Linked DNA regions of Mus musculus: regions 2, 3, 4, 5 and 6 are each linked to region 1. A link is a contact called in public HiChIP or PLAC-seq and promoter capture Hi-C data. All regions are on one chromosome and are shown on one strand. Each heading gives the region's core, a stretch centred on a gene start, on an enhancer-like site or on the middle of the called end of the contact. The rest is flanking DNA. Distances are from core to core; before and after follow the strand shown. Region 1 holds the start of Inppl1 (inositol polyphosphate phosphatase-like 1). Region 2 holds the start of Rnf169 (ring finger protein 169). Region 3 holds the start of Pold3 (polymerase (DNA-directed), delta 3, accessory subunit). Region 4 holds the start of Ppme1 (protein phosphatase methylesterase 1). Region 5 holds the start of Coa4 (cytochrome c oxidase assembly factor 4). Region 6 holds the start of Mrpl48 (mitochondrial ribosomal protein L48).

The links. Promoter capture Hi-C pulls out the DNA fragments that hold promoters and counts their contacts. HiChIP or PLAC-seq counts read pairs in DNA pulled down with a chosen protein or histone mark. Capture Hi-C pulls out chosen DNA fragments and counts their contacts.
Region 2: a contact with region 1 is called in a promoter capture Hi-C map of adipose tissue, with 5 times the contacts expected there. The contact joins the promoter of Rnf169 here to the promoter of Inppl1 in region 1. A contact is called at or near these places in 2 of 39 promoter capture datasets (cranial neural crest and pre-B cells) and 1 of 9 other capture datasets (adipose tissue).
Region 3: a promoter capture Hi-C map of liver shows a contact between it and region 1, with 3 times the contacts expected there. The contact joins the promoter of Pold3 here to the promoter of Inppl1 in region 1. A contact is called at or near these places in 3 of 39 promoter capture datasets (liver and neutrophils).
Region 4: a promoter capture Hi-C map of adipose tissue shows a contact between it and region 1, with 2.7 times the contacts expected there. The contact joins the promoter of Ppme1 here to the promoter of Inppl1 in region 1. A contact is called at or near these places in 4 of 39 promoter capture datasets (embryonic stem cells, liver and pre-B cells) and 1 of 9 other capture datasets (adipose tissue).
Region 5: a FOXA1 HiChIP or PLAC-seq map of pancreatic cancer cells shows a contact between it and region 1. The contact joins the promoter of Coa4 here to the promoter of Inppl1 in region 1. A contact is called at or near these places in 3 of 39 promoter capture datasets (liver and pre-B cells) and 1 of 115 datasets of contacts at active chromatin or transcription factors (pancreatic cancer cells).
Region 6: a promoter capture Hi-C map of liver shows a contact between it and region 1, with 4 times the contacts expected there. The contact joins the promoter of Mrpl48 here to the promoter of Inppl1 in region 1. A contact is called at or near these places in 3 of 39 promoter capture datasets (liver and pre-B cells) and 1 of 9 other capture datasets (liver).

What each region holds. Positions count from the first base shown.
Region 1 is chr7:101,836,185-101,839,248 of GRCm38.p6, reverse strand. Inppl1 (inositol polyphosphate phosphatase-like 1) reads left to right here and starts at 1,425. Exons shown (of 29, transcript NM_001122739.1): 1 at 1,425-1,528; 2 at 2,298-2,678. The coding sequence starts at 2,497. It overlaps Gm10602 (a long non-coding RNA gene), which reads right to left and starts at 2,991. Exons shown (of 2, transcript XR_003946663.1): 1 at 1,832-2,991; 2 at 1-447.
Region 2 is chr7:99,978,816-99,981,879 of GRCm38.p6, reverse strand. Rnf169 (ring finger protein 169) reads left to right here and starts at 1,422. Exons shown (of 6, transcript NM_175388.3): 1 at 1,422-1,908. The coding sequence starts at 1,446.
Region 3 is chr7:100,120,098-100,123,161 of GRCm38.p6, reverse strand. Pold3 (polymerase (DNA-directed), delta 3, accessory subunit) reads left to right here and starts at 1,662. Exons shown (of 12, transcript NM_133692.2): 1 at 1,662-1,798. The coding sequence starts at 1,739.
Region 4 is chr7:100,370,346-100,373,409 of GRCm38.p6, reverse strand. Ppme1 (protein phosphatase methylesterase 1) reads left to right here and starts at 1,514. Exons shown (of 14, transcript NM_028292.2): 1 at 1,514-1,687. The coding sequence starts at 1,587. C2cd3 (C2 calcium-dependent domain containing 3) reads right to left here and starts at 1,177. Exons shown (of 33, transcript NM_001017985.3): 1 at 914-1,177. The coding sequence starts at 968.
Region 5 is chr7:100,535,531-100,538,594 of GRCm38.p6, reverse strand. Coa4 (cytochrome c oxidase assembly factor 4) reads right to left here and starts at 1,495. Exons shown (of 2, transcript NM_183270.2): 1 at 1,403-1,495. It overlaps Gm39058 (a long non-coding RNA gene), which reads left to right and starts at 1,476. Exons shown (of 2, transcript XR_869836.2): 1 at 1,476-1,791; 2 at 2,884-3,004.
Region 6 is chr7:100,581,539-100,584,602 of GRCm38.p6, reverse strand. Mrpl48 (mitochondrial ribosomal protein L48) reads left to right here and starts at 1,473. Exons shown (of 8, transcript NM_198831.3): 1 at 1,473-1,613. The coding sequence starts at 1,593.

The DNA.
Region 1 (3,064 bases), core at 176-2,675:
ATGAAGCCAAAGAAACTATTAGTGGCTTCCCAGAGGCAGAAGCACCCTCTAGCCTTCGGCTAAATTGTATTTGTGTTTATTCTGAGTGTGTGCCTAGGTGTGTGGGCTGCATGGATGACTTGGCACAGGTGTGGAAGTCAGAGGACAACATGCAGGAGCTCTCTCCTTCCACCACATGGGTCCCTGGGGTTCAACTCAAAGTCTTCAAACTTGGCAAAAGCGCCTTTACCTGTTAAGCCATCTCACCCCAATGACACAGTCTTTAGCATCGCCGTCCTCTCAGGAAGCTGTAAATATATTGATTTTGGAGGGTCGTGACAGCTTTTCTCCAACTCGTTCTCCTTTCTTTCTTTGAGGCCACATCTCTTATGTAGTCTTGGATGGGCTGGAAGTCTAGACCAAGGAAGCTGGCTTACAACTAGGTAGAGTTCCATTTGCTTCTGCCTCCTGTGGGTCGGGAATACAGGCATAGGAAAGTAAGACCCCACTGCACACCCCCGGGATCTGGGGTGGGCGTCCTCCATTCCCGGCGGGAGGAGCTGGGTACAGATTGGAGGATGTTACTTTATTTAAGCCCTGGCAGGACCAGGAGAAACAGGTAGGTGGGTGGAGGATCTCTGTTTTTGTATTTATCTGTTCTGGAAGGTCCCTACAGACCCGTCACGTCCCAGGCTTTGTTCTAGATGGGTTAAGCCAATGCAAATTGGCTTATCCTCTAAACAGAGGGAAACTCCTCAGGGTTGACCCCAGGCTCGGTCAACAGGTTCAATTTACCAGAGCGAAAGTTCTCTCCCAGGTTAAAGGGATGCTCCTGACAGACTCTAGGAGTTGGTGGTTGTAGGCAAGCGGCTAGAGGCCTGCGCCTTTAAGGAGCCAGGGGGCAGAGGGGCGGGGCAGGAAGAGAAATCCTTGGAGACGCCACCACCATCCAGGTCTTTTTTTAGGGGGGAAATAGGGCGGGCCAAAGCCCTGTTTGGGTTCCGCCCCGTCTTCTCCCGCCGGGTCCCCTTTTCCGCCCCAGGGGTCGGTGGATGGGAGGTCTTAGCAGCCAGAGTCTTAGGAGCTCCCTGCTCGCACCTGGCCCACGGAAGCGCAAGTTTGTTGATTTGGAGGGAGTAGCCGGAGCGGGGGCGGTGCTAATAATACCCGTTCAGTCCCCAGTCGCGCTTTACAGTTTACACAGCTGTCACCTTCGTTACTCCTTAATTAATAATAAAAATAGCCGCCGTCCCGGAGCGCACGCTGCATGCCAGGCCCTGAGCTTTACAGGCAGAGCCCCAATGAGCCCGCCCTCGTAACGTTACCCCAGTTATCGAAAGCGAGAAGCTCGGGCGCACTGAAGAGCCAAGGCTGTCCCGAGGTCACTCTGCGGGCGTGCGGCGGAGACCGGGACGCGGGCGGACGAGGCGGGGCGCGGGCGGGGCGGAAGGCGCGGGGTGCGCGGTGGCGGCGGATGGCCATCTTAAGTGGCCGCGGGGAGTCCAGGGAGGCTTCCCCGGGCTAGGAGTCAACCCGAGTCGCCCTAGAGGTGGGGCCTGCGTTCGGTAGTTGAGGCTCTGAGACTTGAGGGAACTTTTTTTCTAGGTAGTCGAGGGGGTCCTCCTGGTCTGGGACTGCAAAACCTGGGCCTGCGGGTGTGGGGCGTGGTGCCAGGCAATTTGGTGGAGATGGGGGAAGGGTTTTGCCAGGCTGGAGGGCCTGCGGGGACCGGTGCGTGAAAGGCACCTCGAGCGCGCGCGTATGTGTGGGGTGGGGTATCGGATCTCTTTGGGATCTTGTGGGATGTGTCAGGAATCGTTTTGGGGGGTTCAGGTCTGAAGGGGCCTCTGACCTTATAGGAGTTACGAGAACTTGTTCTCTTGGATGTTGTAGTAGTTGTGGATGTCTATCCTGGAGCCTTGCTTTCCGAACCTTGATCCCGCAAGGCTGTGGGGGTGCCGAGTAGAAGAGATGTGTGTAGTAGAATCAGATTTGCATAGGGATTAGGGGTCATCTCATTGCGAATCGTTGGAAGGATTGAATTCACCAGCGAGAACTTGGACTCACAAGTTGTCCCGGAGCGGGTACCGGGGAACTGGATCTTCTTGAGGTGGGGGGACAAAATAATTGTGGGACTTGGGAGGTGCTGGTCTTGCGGGTCCTGTAGGGCTGTCGGAGCATCGTCCTTGCCGAGAGAGGCTGGGGGCAGGGGCGGCCCGGGCTCTGGGCCGAGTGGAGGGGGAGGGGACCGGCCAGCTCCTAGCTCCGTTCCCGCCCCTCCCCCGCCGCCTCTGAACAAACTTTTCTTTCTCTTCAAGTTGAGGCCGGCGCTGCGGGCGGCGGCGGCTGCGCGGAGATCCAGGCGGTTGGCGCGGCCAAGCGTGGAACCCACATACTGGGTTCTCTCGGGCTGGTGGATCCTTAGTCCCGGGACCCGGGCCCAACCTCGACTTCAAGCTTCCCCGGGCGGATGGCGCGGAGCGGCAGGCATCGGCGGCGCTGAGCCCTGCGTGGGCCATGGCCTCAGTGTGTGGGACACCGAGTCCCGGGGGTGCGCTAGGCAGCCCGGCCCCAGCCTGGTATCACCGTGACCTGAGCCGCGCTGCTGCGGAGGAGCTCCTGGCTCGGGCGGGCCGCGATGGCAGCTTCCTGGTGCGAGATAGCGAGAGCGTGGCGGGGGCCTTCGCACTCTGCGTCCTGTGAGTAGGGCGGGCACACGCCGAGTGTTCCTTGGTTGTGGTGGCAATCGTGGTAGTGGGGTGACTGTAGCTGGTGGGGCTGCAGCCCTGTCTCCAGGGGAGACCTTGACTTTATCGCTGGGTGGAGGAAGGATACAGGGGAGCACTTCCTGCTGTGCCTGGAGCACTTTCTGAGGCCCGAGGCCAGAGTTCTGAAGCTCAGGGTGGGTGTGATGGCAAGAAACAGTGGCAGACGGCGGTAGACCAGCTTAGACTTTCTCCCAGATGTACAGGGAAAGGATGCATGCTCCACATGAGTGCAGTTCGTTTTAAAGCACTGCAGTAGGGGGCAGAGAGACCAGTGTTTGGACGCCTGGGCAATTCTGCGACTATATATGATTGTAGGG
Region 2 (3,064 bases), core at 173-2,672, 1.9 Mb after region 1:
CTTCCAGGTTCTCATCCTAAGGCTCCAGTCCCCCCCACCCCAACTTGGATTAATCACTCTGCTTTGAATCGGTTACCACCAACTGTGGACACTCTCATGACAACCTGGAGCTTCTAGATGCTTTCTTCTACATACAGTTGCTTAAAAATAATGTCTTTACAAAGCCTGTGATTTTCCATAAAGATAACATCTTGGTCCAAATGCACCTTAAGGTAAAAATAATAAACAAACAAACAAACAAATAAATAAATAAATAGGCAACACCCCGAGACTTGTTGTAGTACAGTCATCTTTCCATCAGGGGGAGCCATTCTTTTTCCTAAATCCTCTGTATCCAGAAAGGAAAATCACAGCAAAGTCTCAACACCTCTCCCTGGCTTAAACAGGAATGATGTGGTCAGAGCTGGCCGGTAGGAATGAACTCTAAGATCCATGGGACAAAGCTTATAGGAAGAGGGGTTGTGTGATGGCAGGTCAGTTTGCAGAAGTCACAGCTGCCAGCTAGGTGAAGAGATGAGGAGAAAGAAATCATGCAGTGGGCTTATGGAATGAAGAAGTGGGTGGGAACAGGCTGGAAATAGAGCCATTTTGGCCAGAAAATGACAAGACTATAAGTTAAAGATGCCTGGGCTGGGAGCGTGAGGACCCTTGAGATGGTTCTGTGAATAGAATGTGGGAAATAAGGGCTGTTTTGAAAGGATGGAGACATTAGGTTTGTGCACGGAGCATGCAGATATCCATAATGATAAATTCAATAACTCTGAACTGCAGATATTAGTGTGGGCTTTCATGGGGAAGAAAAGAGGAGACCAGGGAGTCATATAGACTGAGAAAAGAAAAGGCACAAGCTTACACAAGAGTATCTACATTTAAGTATCAAACACAGAAGTAATCTGAGGAGCAGGGTTTGTGTAATAAAGTATGCTTTTTTTTTTTGCCCCAGCCAAGGGAGGGGACTTCATAAAGGGATGTGGAGAGAGAGGGGCTGAAATGAGGGCTGGTCAGGTTGTTATTTCAACAATCACTCAAGACTTTTGGTCATGATAGGCCTCATGCTAATCACAACAAGCTGCTATGGCCCCGAGGAGAAAGCCCTTACCAAATGAAGTACTTCGACAAGTTTCTGGATAGCTCATATTTATAGTTCATTTTATAAAGTTCAGGGTCGCTCAAAAATTCCAAATAAATTCTTTCAGTCTCTCAAGATTCAGTGCTAGAAACTACAAAAACAGGAGGGCGGGCTGAAAGACCAGATATATAAAGAATAATCATTAAATATTAATAAGCAGTCTCCTCCTGCTAAGCGAAAGGCCCTAGGAGAAATATCCCCAGGCGGACTAGGTTCCCGCCCCCTCATGAATATGCAGATAGCTGTCCGCCGCGCACTGCCCCGCCCTCTACTCCTCTCCCACCGCAACCGACTCTCCCTTCAAACGGGAAACAAGATGGCGGCGGCAGGTCCGAGCACTCGGGCTTCTTCCGCTGCGGCCGCGGCAGCTCTGAGTCGGCGGGGCCGGAGGGGCCGCTGTGACGAGATGGCGGCAGCGAAAGCCGGGGCTCCGGGCCCGGCCTCCAGCCCCGCGTTGTTAGTGTTGCGGTCAGCGCCACGGCCGGAGGAGTCGGGCTGCACCGGGTGCCTGGAGACCCCGGGGGAAGTGGCGGCCCTGCCGTGCAGCCACTCGCGGTGCCGAGGCTGCGCCTCGCGCGCGGCGGGCCCGGGCTGCCGTCGCTGCCGTCCCCGCGGTTCGGGCTGGGCCCGCCGTCGGGCGCGCGACGACGGCCAGGCCGCCGCGGAGCTGATGGGCGAGCGCGCCCGTCGTGGACAGCCAGAACCCTGCCGCCCGCGCCGGGACGGGGGCGCGGCTGCCTCGGGGCCCAGGCCGGAGCCGGAGCCGCTCGCGGAGCCAGGTGGAGCCTCCCCTCGCCCCTGTGGGCTTCAGCCAGGCCCAGCCGCCGGGTCTGGCCTGGTGAGCGGGGTGGAGGGTCCCGGGCTCTGCTGCCGCGGGTGTGGAGAGTTCTGCTGGGGTCGCGACCGGGTTCTGCCCAGGCGCAGTATGTGTTGGTGAAGGTTGAACTTTGGAGCGAACTGTACGCGTGTTGAATTTGGAGGGGCAGTGAGGGGACCCCGCGCCTTGCGTAAGTCAGAAGTTTGGAAGGAAACAATTCCTGGAACAAGTTAGGGGCATGTTGAAGTTGGTGCGTGGAGGGGGAGGGGCCCTGGAGGATCCCAGCAGCGCTTGTTTCAGTGTTGGGCAGAGGGCTTGGGGTCGCGCGGTCTAGGAGGGATGTGTCTTCCAGGGCTGGAGAGAATGAGGTGTGGGATATCCCAGGCTCAGGGGGAGCTTTGCAGACTTGAGAGCAGAGTGGGTTTTGAGGATGAGCTCTCGTGTGAAGTTCTTTCTCATGCTATCTTGGGAAAAAAAAAAAAAAAATATATATATATATGCATGCTTAGCGCAGAGCTTGCCACACAGGATGAGATAAATGCCATCTATTTTGGTGATAATACTAATCATAAACGTTAGTGGTGCTTGATGAAGAAAGCTGGGTGGGATTTAAGTTTTGGAGACAAAGATTGGTTTGGCTGGGGGCTGTTTTCTGTCTTTCTATGTAAGTTTCATCTATGATGCTGGCAACTTAAAGGTCTGTTGTAGGACTCTTGGCCTGAACTCCTTTGCCTTTCTCACCGTCGGCAGCCCATCACTTGTTGGTGCTGAAGTCTGAGATAGAAAATTCCGTTTGTAACATGAACCGAGACCTAGGCTTCTTTGGTGCAAGCCTAAGCAACATACCTACAGCTGAGATTTTCAAGAACCGTGAATCAGGAAAAGCCATTTGCTAGCCCTTTTATGTTAGGAATTCTGCCTTACGTCGTTTTCAGCAGAAGGAAGGCATTGCTTTGTGTGTATATGAAAGTGCAGTTCCTAGAAACTGTAGAGTCCAGAATGCATCTATTTTTGGTTCAAGCAGAGACACCTGCCAAAGACACCTTGTTTTTCAGTCTAAGGGCTGAGATGCTCTGCATTTTACTTTCTGCGTTTCTTGTTATCCCTTCCAAAACCAT
Region 3 (3,064 bases), core at 413-2,912, 1.7 Mb after region 1:
GCTATGTATGTGGCTTGGAGCAAACTACCTAACTCTGGACAGTTTCTATAAAACTGAGATAAAGACTCAAGTTATCTGACATCTATATATTAGTATACAGGTAATATTTACATCCTAGATTGTTGACGAGATTACACGAGAATATTTAAATACAAAGTCTAACATGGCCCCTGCCCATTCAGTGATGGTAAGTCACAGTGGGCACATCAGAGCTCTACTTCTTTCTCAGCAGTATTTTCACTTAGCTCTCAATGCCTTCATTGTAACCAAACTTCAAGCAAAATTCATTTGCTGAGAGTCTATTACACGTGGGTGTTCTGACATTATGAATACAGTAAGTTTGAATTTTTATTTATTAATTATTTTGTGCATATACATGGGCCTGCATGTACCATGGTGTGTGGAGACCAAAGGATGACTCCAAGGAATCAGTTCTCTCCTGCCATCTTTATGTGGCTCCCTGGGACTGAACTCAGGTCATCAGGTCTGTGCTGCAAGCACTTTACCCACTGAGCTATCTCATTGGCCCCAAGATCATACTTAAAATAGTTTTTGTTTACACAAACCCTGTCTCAAAGTCCTTGCAGTTGTTTCCTAGTCACTCTTCCCATGAACAACATGAAGGTGGTTTGAAATGATGGGACCTCATCTTTTGTATGTGTGTGTGTGTATAAAGGGATAATAAAATCTAACAAGACTACTTGAGGATTAGGGTCACTGCTAGAGATGCCCACCACATGCTAGTTACTCAGTAAGTAAGTAATTGTGATATATCTGGGGAATATACATGAAACTAAAAGACTTTCTTCATCTCTTAATTCGTGGGAGGGAAAATTCCAAGGGATACTCTTCTCTGATTTGTTTTTGACCCTAAAACCTTTCAGTGTATTTGTAGACACAACTGTAATCTCTTTGACATGATCTTGGGTTTATTTACAGGCATCTGTTATGATTCTCTATGAAAACCACACAATGCATTTGCTGGGTTTCTATGAGACTAAATGAAATTTCATTTTCAAAGCACTTGCTCAATATGTTTGTCGTGTAACAACACAGTTACCAGCTATTATTAGTGTGATCGTGGTGAGCACAGCTTGAAGGTTTTATGTGTATCGTCTCACTTATAACTCCAGCCAAATAGAATGATTTGATTTCTCGTCTGCTCTTTTCCCCAGTCTTTTCACATCTTCCGGGAAACTCCTGGTTGACCCAAAGATCATGTCCCTAATCTAGTGACTCTTACTTGGTAGCTCTGGCTAGGTTGGAGCTCCATGGGTAGAACAGGGTGGTCTTCAGCTCACAAAGATCTGCTTGCTTTTGCACCACCACGCCTGACACCAACTCTTTTAAGCCACCCCTCCTCCCCCTCTTCCCCCTCCTCCCTCTCCTTTACAATGTAGGCTCCATGTGTACTCTTGGCCACAGCACTCCCCCGCCCCCAGCGGTGAAATATAAGGTTATGAGTCAGTCTACTTGTGGTAGCAGAGAAATCGCAACGTTCTCAGGTGCACACCGACAACCACGGGCTCGCGCCTCACTTCCGGTCGGTCTCGCTCCAACTTCCCCCTACATCAGCCCTGGCTGGCCTCTCACTAGTTTGGCCCTCACCCGCCGCCGTAGCGCGGCGCCTTGGTTGCCCTGGGAGACGACCTGTGACCCGAGAGTGAGCGAAGCTGTTTCCCGCCGGCGGGAGCTACGGCTGGGGCGGGTTGAGCGCGGGGCTCGAAGCCGCACCACCATGGCGGAACAGCTGTATCTAGAAAACATAGACGAGTTCGTCACGGACCAGAACAAGATCGTGAGGAGCTAGGACCACGGGGGTGGGGAAGGCGGGGCCGTGCGAGGCGGGTGTGCGGGGGACTGGGCCTGCCCGGTCGGCGAGGGGTCGCGACCCCCGGTGCCTGTGGCTTCTCGGGGACCGGCTGAGGTGGCCACTGGTCACCGCGAAACCCGCGTAGGGAGACACGCCCTGCGGGCAGAGCTTCTGGCGCGCGCCCAAGCCCCGGGGCCTTGGGCGGGATTGTGAGGTCCGGGGGCGTGGAGCCTGGGAAGCCAGCGGGGTTCGTGAGGCTTCCTTTCCCTGCTCTGTCGGGTGGTGGCCCCTCAAGACAGTTGAGACTGGCCGACTTTCATAGGCGACTGCCTGGTGCTTTACCCACCAGAGACAGTTTCCTCTTCCTGGAAATTTAAATATTGAAAGCAGCTTGACCCACCTCCTCGGGCTAGCGTAAAAATGAAGAGACTTGGGTGTGATGGACCTTTGCTGCTGTGAGCCCATGGACACAGTTTGGTACACCGACTCACACCTCCCGGGTCCTCCAGGCTTTTGTGTTATCCCTAGAAGTGGGATTTAGCCAAGGGTCAAATGACGTGTATAAACGCGTCAAGGGCCATTAGGGCTGGATAGATAAATTCTTGAATCCCAGGTCTGTCTCTTTCCCCTCTGCCTCTGTCTGCCACTCTGCCTCTGACCAATCTTTATTAGTCCTCTTATTGGGAGTGCATCGTTTAGCTTTGGAAGAAACAACAGACATACCGGGTCAGGGAAGGATGGAGGCTCGATGCCCCTAGTTCTTGAAATTACCCCATACTACATTTATCCATTTTTCTCTCTCTCTTTTTTTTTTTTTTTGATTCCCACACCACCTGTTCCTCTTAACATTTGAATAGTTGCAAATTTACTGAGAAGTTCCTGGGTTATGTGCTTTCAAGTAATGCTAGGTTTTAGATAAATTTTAGGATAGTTTTAGGTAGCTTCTTAAAGACAAGAGGGTCAGAGAGCTTTTAAGTAAGACAAGGAGTTTGAGCTAAATAATCTTTGGCTTGGCTTTGTAGACTCTTAAGACTTTTCTTATTATGTTTAGTGTCATGCGCGTGCGCGCGCGCACACACACACACACACACATAATTGTGCTATGTCACAATTATGGATGTCAGAGGACCAGTTCTCTCATTCCACCGTACGAATCCAACAAATCAAACCCAGGCTCTTTTTGTTTGTTTGTTTTTCGAGACATGGTTTCTCTGTATAACCTTGGCTGTCCTGGGAACTCACTCTGTAGAC
Region 4 (3,064 bases), core at 265-2,764, 1.5 Mb after region 1:
GGGTTCAAAATGTTAACGTCAAATCTTACTAGAGTTCAGAAAGGTGATGAATAATATGTAAATGAAGCGATCAGTTACAACTCTGGCTTTCCTTTCAGTCAGTACCTTTTCTGAAAGATTTAGAGAAGACTTAAAAACAAAACAAACAAACAAACAAACAAAACAAAAAAAACCAAGAGTTTTTCTGCAGGCGGATCAAGTTCAAGGCCAGCCTGGGGTTCATAGGGCCCCCTTATAGGAGCTGGATAACTAAGAGGATTTAAGTTGGATTCAAGTCATTCTAAGTGAGGAGCAGTCCATATATGCACATATGTTTCCATTTCAACGAATTATCCCTGCGCTTTATGGTAGATCTTTTTCTTCATGCTACAGGACACAAACTGTTTTAGTTGAAAAAACTCCTTGTATTGATTCCTGATGAGATCTCAGTATATTCTTATGAAGCGCAATCGCTTCCCAAGGAAAAAATCAGAGAAGTAGAAGGGTATATATATATATAAGTGGTTTTATTTGCTTTTTGAGTAAGCTTGGGTTACAGGTTTCACGATGTCCTCTATCACACACCCTTTCACCATCTAAGGTTTTTCCGGACAGAGTTATGTCCCTTCCCCCTACTCCGAATACCTCTAACACACATACGTGTATCCCTGTCGTAAAAAGAGCACGTTTAATTTTGTTGTTCTCCTATCCGTATCTATTAATCCTCACTTGCCTCATTTATCGACCCTCAGGCGCTACTTCCTTTCCATTCTTTAAAAAAAAAAAAAATTCTCTTAACTTTCTGGTTCCCTAGTTAGTCTCTCTTCCGTCCTCTTTTGTTTTGTTTTGTTTTGTTTAACCGGAGCGGGTGGAAGTCTCCTTAGAATTCTTTAGCCCTTTTATGCTTTTCTCAACCTTAAAGAAATAAAGTTACCTCTCTTTTTGCGCCCACGGCCGCCCCCAGGCCCTTGGCCTTTCCGTTGTTTCATCCCGAGCCTGGGCCCTTCGTCACAAATTCAACGCAGGTGCCAGCTCCTAAGCTGTACGCTCCCGCCATCCCTTCCCACGGCGCCTGCGTTCCCCGGCAACGGGCGCCGCTGGGAAGCCTGGGACGCAGGAAGAAACACTCTTTCACCAACAGTTCCCGGAAAGCGGTGCCAAAAGAAGGCGCCAATTAGAGCCCCTGCAAATGGACTACAACACCCATGATGCTTTGCTTCCCTACCTTGGCCAAGTTGGACCAGGGCACCTGCATCTGCGCAAGCGCAAATTGATACACTATTTGAGGACTTCATTGTCCAGCATGCATTGCCTTCAAGAGGTCTCTTCCTGCTAGGGTTGTCGAGTTCTCTGATAGGAGTCTGAGAGATCCGCAGACTCCGTTACCCAGTTTCCTTTGTGCGAAGGCTGTTGCGCACTTCCGGTGGAAGCGCTGCGGCGAGGGGGCGGGGCTTACTGAGCCAGTGGGCGGTAGGCGGCGCTGCCGGTGGCTGGTTGCTGTCCAAAGGCGACTGGGCGTCGTTAGAGGAGAGAGCTGTGACCGGTTGTACTGCACGTATCGTGGGACGGACCTTGGGCCACTGTTGTCGACGTGCGGCCTCCCTTTGATGTCGGCCCTTGAAAAAAGCATGCACCTCGGCCGCCTACCTTCTCGCCCTCCTCTACCCGGCAGCGGGGGCAGTCAGAGCGGAGCCAAGATGCGGATGGGGTACGTGACTTGTACCACTCTCCCAGGAGACCAGGCCCAGGCCATTGGAGATTGGTGTCTGGGCATTCAGAGTGCCACGGGAAGGGACGCTGTGAATTGGAGGAAATGCTGGCCTTGGCCTGGAGGTGTTTAGATAGAGTAGAAGGTAGATTTGGGGACTAGGTGAGGCGCTAAGGGAGTAGTCCACTGGAGGACTGATAACATTGTTGGAGAAGGGGAATAAGGACAAGGTTGAGAAAATGAAAGGATAATCTAAGGGATGACGGGAATCAACTCTAGAAGTGATGAGTCTGGGAGAAAGAGTGAATCAGTGAGATGAGGAGAAATCTGGCATCGTTGAGGGGAATAGGGAATGACTGAGAGAAAAGTTGACGGGTTTGGGGAATCAAGTAAGTGAGCCAGGAGTAAGAAGGTTTTTACCTGAGGGTTATAGAAAACATCTGAGGCAAAGACTAGGGAGTAGAAGGTTCTAGAGAAAGTTTCCAGAAGTGTAAGAGTCAAGTTCAGAGAATGAGGGGGTGAATCAGAAAACTTGGAGAATAGGCCTAAGGAAAGACAGAGAACATGGCTAGGGGACTGTTATCAAGGGAGTGAGCCCAGAGGCTAGGGAAATAGGGGGGGTGTGATGAGGAAGACAGCTGAGTTTGGAACAGTGACCACTGATATCCCAGAGACTGAGAAATAATTTCGAGTAGGATTTGTTAAATGGAAGCACTGGAGAGGTAAAATCTGAAAACCAAAGAAGATTTTGTCAATTGTTTTGTTTTGCCAAGCAAATGGGACCTGAGGGAAACTATCTATTGGTCTAAGAATTAGACTTAGTGAAGCACTGGGAGTAACCACTTAACAATAAAATGGGAGTAAATGGTTTGCTGGAAAGGGAGTAGGGCTTGAGTGTGTGTGTGTGCTTATGTGTGTGGGTTAGAAACATTTATTAATTTTTGTGGTGTTGAGGCTGGAACCCAGAACTAGATAAATGCCACATCACTGAGCTACACTCCCAATATAAAAGCTGAGCTAATGAAAGAAACTTTAGAAATTTAGATCCCTGACAGGCTGTGTCATTTATAGTTATAGGATGCTTGCCTGCTGGAGAAATCGTGATAGTTGAACATCCTAGTAAGAGCTGCTGGAAGGCAGAGAGAACTGGATAGTCATTGGGCTATTTGGAGGACTACTGATGGTAAAGAGAAAAGAGACCTATGTTGGATTTGGGATTGGAGAGAGAAGCTGGTAGATATATTTCAAGAATTTCCACAGACTGACCAAAAGGCAAGAAAAGATGTATGCAGTTCTGTGAAGACTGAGTATAGGAGATGAGAGAGAGTCCTGCTATTAAAATGATTGGTAAAATCTGAATCCAAGAGGTTATGATCT
Region 5 (3,064 bases), core at 246-2,745, 1.3 Mb after region 1:
AGGCTGAGGCAAAAGATGGGTCTGTGTGGTATGAGGCTGTTTAGTCAGCAATATCCAAATGTGAGCTTATTTGCCCAGACTGCTTCCCAAAGATCATCTGTTTCAGAACCCTACAGAATGCAGCAAGAGAGAACCCTACAGAATGCAGCAAGAGAGAACTCAGGAAAGGCTTCAATAGAGATAACTTCAACCTTTGCAAAAAGTTTGTTACGACGGGGTATAAAGGCGCTAAATGCCTCTTTTCTGTCTTATTCATTAATAGGTGGTTACTGTGTTGTGTGTTGGCTACTATATTAAGAGTATACAAGGGCTGGTGAGATGGCTCAGTGGGTAAGAGCACCCGACTGCTCTTCCGAAGATCGGAAGTTCAAATCCCAGCAACCACATGGTGGCTCACAACCACCCGTAATGAGATCCGATGCCCTCTTCTGGTACGTCTGAAGACAGCTACAGTGTACTTTACATATAATAAATAAATAAATCTTTAAAAAAAAAAAAAAGAGTATACAAACAAGACCAAGCTAGAGACAATTCCTGCCCTCATGGAGTTTACAATCTAGGCAAGTAAACTGGAAGTTTACAACAGTATGTACAGACAGCTGGGAAAACGAGGCAGGTCTAATCTGTCAAGACTTTCTAGAGAACCTGACTTCCAGGATGAAACTCAAGGATGAATGAGTTAGCCAAACATGGGAAAACTATTTCTGGCTAGAGGTAGACACATGAGAGGAATCACAAGTTCGATGACTGGGCTGAAAATGTAGTTTGGTAGTAGTACAAATGTCCAACGTGGAAAAGTAAATTGAATTTGATTCTCAGCCTCGTAAAACACTTCAGTAACTGGAGAAACCAGAAGAGCAGGAAATGAAAATTGGCAGAAATAAGTAAATGATTGATCAGCAAAGCTTTGCAGCCCATGTTAGGAGTTTAAGACTATTATCATGAGGAAAAGGGGTAGGTCACAAGACGATTTAAGCACTTCTCTATATAAACCTCACCGCTACGGAGGCACAATAAAAGGGTAAATGTCTTTGCCTGGAGACCTGTATTATTAGGTAGGGCCGTCAACAAATCATACACACACACACACACACACACACACACACACAAAATAAAATCGCTTTAAGATTCACTAGGTAGACTTTGTAAATAGCACTGCAGTATATGTCCAATACATGTTGTCCTCGGTACTCCTTGAATAAAATGAGTTCAACCCATGCTTAGAAATAAGGGCAGGCTAGATGCCTGACAGCTTGGCAAGGCCTTCTAGTAAGGCATGACAAGGAAGAGGAAGGAGAGAAATACAGGCATCCAAGTCCCCTGAAGCACCTCTCCCAGTTTCAGGAGCACTCCCGCCGTCCCCACTGTGCATCCGGTGTAGGGATGCGTGCGCAGTGCTCACCCGCAGGTGCAGAAGAGCGTGCGAGCGCGTTCCGCCCCAGACGCGGGGATTCGTAGGCAATAAGGACGCCCCCTGTTCTCTCCGCAGGAAGCCGACCCAGCGGGAGCACACACGCGGAAGAACAGAGCCCTCTGCAATTCCCATTGGTGAACTCTCCGTGTAGAGCCCGCCTTCAGCCCGCCTCTTCCGGGAAAGGGCGGAAGGAGCGGACCAATGGAGACCGGATCCTAGGGAAGGCACCTTGGATCGTTCTGAGAGACTGTGTACACACCCTCAGGTGACTCCAGGCCACCTGAGAGTGACGGAGGAGGCGGGTAGCCATTATGCCTTTTCATCAGCAAGAGCTCTGACTGGACCCATGTCTGAAGTGTTACCGCATGGGTTGCCAAGTAAGCTGAAGGGCACAGGATCCAGAAAAGGAATTTCAAATGGGACATTTTTCATTCCCAAGTAAAACAAAGAAACATGTATGCACAGTGTGTCCCATGCCATAACTAGGATCTAGAATGCCCTAATTGCTGAAGTGAAAGGAAGAGGCATTTTCTATTTACATTTGTGTATTTATGTGTGGCGTTGAGGTACACGTGTGGAGAGCAGAGAACAGCAAGAATTGATTCTGTCCTAACATGTGGGTCCTGGTCTTGAACTCAGGTTGTATGGTGGCTGGCAACTTTACTCAGGAACCATCTTGCAGGGGCCAAGGGATTGATCTTTCCTCACTCTGCCTGCCTTCTCTTCCCCACTTTCATTGACAGTGCACACAAGCTCCCTGGAGACCCTTTTCTTAACTTTCCATCTCTCTAGGCTTCAGGGTGGAAAGTGAGTTATTGCACCTAGCCATATCCAGACAACTCTAATCCTCTTTTACCTCTGAATGGCATTCTGTGTCATTCCTGACCATTGAATTCTCTCTCTCTCTCTCTCTCTCTCTCTCTCTCTCACACACACACACACAATCAACCTTCCTAAATTCTGTGAGAAAAGCTCATTTTATTGATTATCTGTCATTTCACATACCATTATTATGTTTTGTATCTATTTTTGGTTTTGTTTTGGGTATTTTATTTGTATTTGGGGGGATAGGGTCTCACTATGTAGCAGTAGCTACTGTGTGTAGTAGCTAGCCTTGAATATGTAGTTCAGGCTGGCCTCAAGCTTGTGGCTTTCCTGCCTTAGCTCTCCGAGTGTTGCAATGACAAGTGTGTGCCACCGGGACCAACCTTGAAGCTTAGTTCTTTACTATGATAAGTGAAGATCATCACACATATTTATGATAAATACATATAGATCATCAAGCATATATGTACTTATATATGTATTTACCATATATGTGTATTTATCATATATCTATGTCTGGTGATTTTCACCTGTCATCAGAGAAGATAAAATTCTACTTTATAACCAGTAAACAAGATAAAATTACTTTAGCAACTTTCTCTACATATAATGAACTTCACCTCTAAAACTTTTTTTTGAAACAGGATTTCTCTGTGTAGCCCTGGCTATCCTGGAACTTGATCTATAGACTAGGCTGAACTCAGTCTCCAAGATCTTCCTTCCACTGTCTACCAAGTGCTGGGATTAAAGGCATGTGCCACCACAGCCTGGCTTTGTGGTTTGATTTATAGTCAGTCTTTCATTGTATTTCCTCCAAAGTCAGTT
Region 6 (3,064 bases), core at 224-2,723, 1.3 Mb after region 1:
CTGTGTTAAAAACAGCAACAGTAGCAAAATAAAGTAACCGTTGCACATTCGTTATTTCACCCAATGCTGACTTTATTGTATGCCTCAGGTACTCCCTCTGTACACAGAGTTTATATGCCTATCTTGGTGACATGAATTTCTTATTGCTCTGTAATGATTTAAATGTGCCATTTAAGGGCAGGAACCACAAGCTATTCATTTTTGTGTTCCCAGGATTCCATCAAAGGACTGGCAAAAGGTATTGCTAATTAAATAGTTGGTAGCTGAGTGTAGTGGCCTAAGCTTGTTATCAAAGCACCTTGGAGGCAAATACAAATTCAGAGCCAGCCTGGTCTACCCTGAGAGACCTTTGTCTGTAAAATCGAGCAGTTTCTCTCCGGGAGGCTTGTGAGGAATAAAGCGAGCTACTGAATATGCCAGCAAGATTTTGATGAAGGGACCCTGGTCTCATATGAGGCTATGTCAGTGCCTGGCAAATACAGAAGTGGATACTCACAGTCATCTATACGATGGAACACAGGGCCCCCAATGAAGAAGCTAGAGAAAGCACCCAAGGAGCTGAAGGTCTGCAACCTTATAGGTGGAACAACAATATGAACTGACCAGTACCCTCAGAGCTCGTGTCTCTAGCTGCATATGTAGCAGAAGATGACCTAGTTGACCATCACTGGGAAGAGAGGTCCTTTGGTATTGCAAACTTTATATGCCCTAGTACAGGGGAATGCCAGGGCCAAGAAGTGGGAGTGGGTGGGTAGGGGAGCAGGTCGGGGAGAGGGTATAGGGAACTTTCAGGATAGATTTGAAATTTGAAATGTATATAAAGAAAATATCTAATAAAAAAAAAAAAAGAAGAAGAAGAAGAAGCCAGGCTTGGTGGTGCATGCCTTTAATCCCAGCACTTGGGAGGCAGAGGCAGGCTGATTTCTGAGTTCGAGGCCAGCCTGGTCTACAAAGTGAGTTCCAGGACAGCCAGGGCTACAGAGAAACCCTGTCTCAAAAAACCAAACCAAAACAAACAAACAAGCAAACAAAAACAAAAAAAGAAAAAAAAAACTGTGAGCTACTGAACGAAAAGTATTGCACATCATGGCCTCTCAATAAAAGATAATTATTCTTAATTACTATGAGGATATGGAACGCTAGGAAAGTTCACCTGGGGTTAATCAGCTCCAAAGTCGAGGTAACAAGTCAAGATTTGCATACGAGACGCTGGAATAAATTAACCAGACAGGATCTGTGTCCTAAAGGAATTCAATCAAAATAGAGAAGAGAGACATTAAATAATATGTAGTCTCATAGGTGAGATACCAAAATTATGTGAAAAGCACTCGGTAACAAAGACGGCAATCCATACTGCCCAGAGAAATCACAGGGAAGGTGACAGGAGCTGGGGTGAGGGTGGAATCTGGGGAGAGTTTTATCCCTTGGGTTTTAAAAACTTCCGGAACCAAGATGCTGCGTGAGCAGAAAGCGTCTCGGTAGGATTTGGTGGACGGACGTGATGAAGACCTTTCCGGCCCTGTTTCCAGACGCCTGGGGTCGTGATTGCTAGGGTGGATCTTCGGTTTGCTCAGAAGCCGCTGTGGTCGAGAATGAGCGGAACCCTGGGAAAGGTAACGCAGATTCCACGCACGTAGGGAGCTGAGGAAAGCGGAAGGGAAAGCAGAGCTGGAAGGTGTTTGCGTGCGGACGTTTAGGCCTAGGACTCTGCGAACAGGCCTTTCCCAGCAGTCCCTGCGGCGCCTCACTGTCAATTCTTTCCCCGGCCCAGGGCGAGCTTGCCAGTCTCGTGCCACGCCCCCTCCACTTGTCACCCTCGCTGCCTCGTGCCTAGGAAAGGGAGAGTCCCCACACACGGAATATCGTCCCCTTAAATTGTCTGACCTTGGGCAGGTCATCTACTTTTTACATTTAATCATCTTTTAAGAGAATCCTCGCTGAAGTGGTTGGGATGTGAATGAAGTTACTCGGTGATAAGAGGAATACAATAATGATAAATTACACTTTTGCTTACAAAATCTTATTTGAGAGCATTTCATAAAACCGAGCGAACCAACCATTTCGTTTTGTTACTCTTGGCTTCCAAAATATTAAGAGACTATTGCAGAACCAGGTGAGCCTTCTTTCCTTTTATGAGACGAGGTCTCATCATGTAGCCCAGACTGCTCATGACACAAGTCTCCTGCATCAGTTCCCCCCAGTGCTTGGATAACAAGTACGCATCACTACCCCAAGCCACACTACCATTCTTAAATCTGGTCCTTGTTTTTCTCTTCCCTTAACAAAGTTACCAGATCTCAGTTGGTCTTTTCCACTTGTGTCATATTGCTTAGGTTGTTGTTGTTCCTGTTCTCTTCGTATTGGGGTTTTATTCCAGGCATTAATTATAGAGACTTTATCACCATAATGTATGTATAAATCAATATGGTCATTGCCATTTTTGGATGTGGGACTACCCTTGAATGTCTCTAAATTTGAGTTTCTCATCCCATCCTTCATGAAGGGACCCACTAGTTCTCTTTAGCCAATTTGTGATAACAGGTCTGCTGCAAAGATAATAGAAATAAACTTCAACATTCCATTCTATTCTCTGGTTCTATTTATCTTCTTTCCAAGGAAGGAAGAGAAGATCAGTATGCAAGGAATATAATTTGCAATAGTGCAGAAGAATCCATGGAAACCTGGCACTAAGGCCATCATCTAACAAAGCCAGGAATTGGGGTAGTGTCTTTAATCATAGAACTTGGGAGGCAGAGGTAGGAGGATCAGGAGTTCAAGGACAGCTGTGATTATAGATTTAGTTTGAAGCCAACCAACCTAAGCTACTTGAAACCTGACCTCAAAAAGTAAAAGAAAAAGAAAAACAAGCCCAAAAGTATAATAGAGGATACTGCAAATAGGAATGGGTGTTTTGTAAGGGATGAAGGATGGTGCTAATAAGAATGTTGGTATTTTGTAGTCATTTGTTTAGTTTTATTTGCTCTTCACATATTATTATTAAGCAGTCCTAGCTGACAGAAAAGGTGTGGAAATTCAAATGTCAGTAGTTATAAAATCTGTGTTC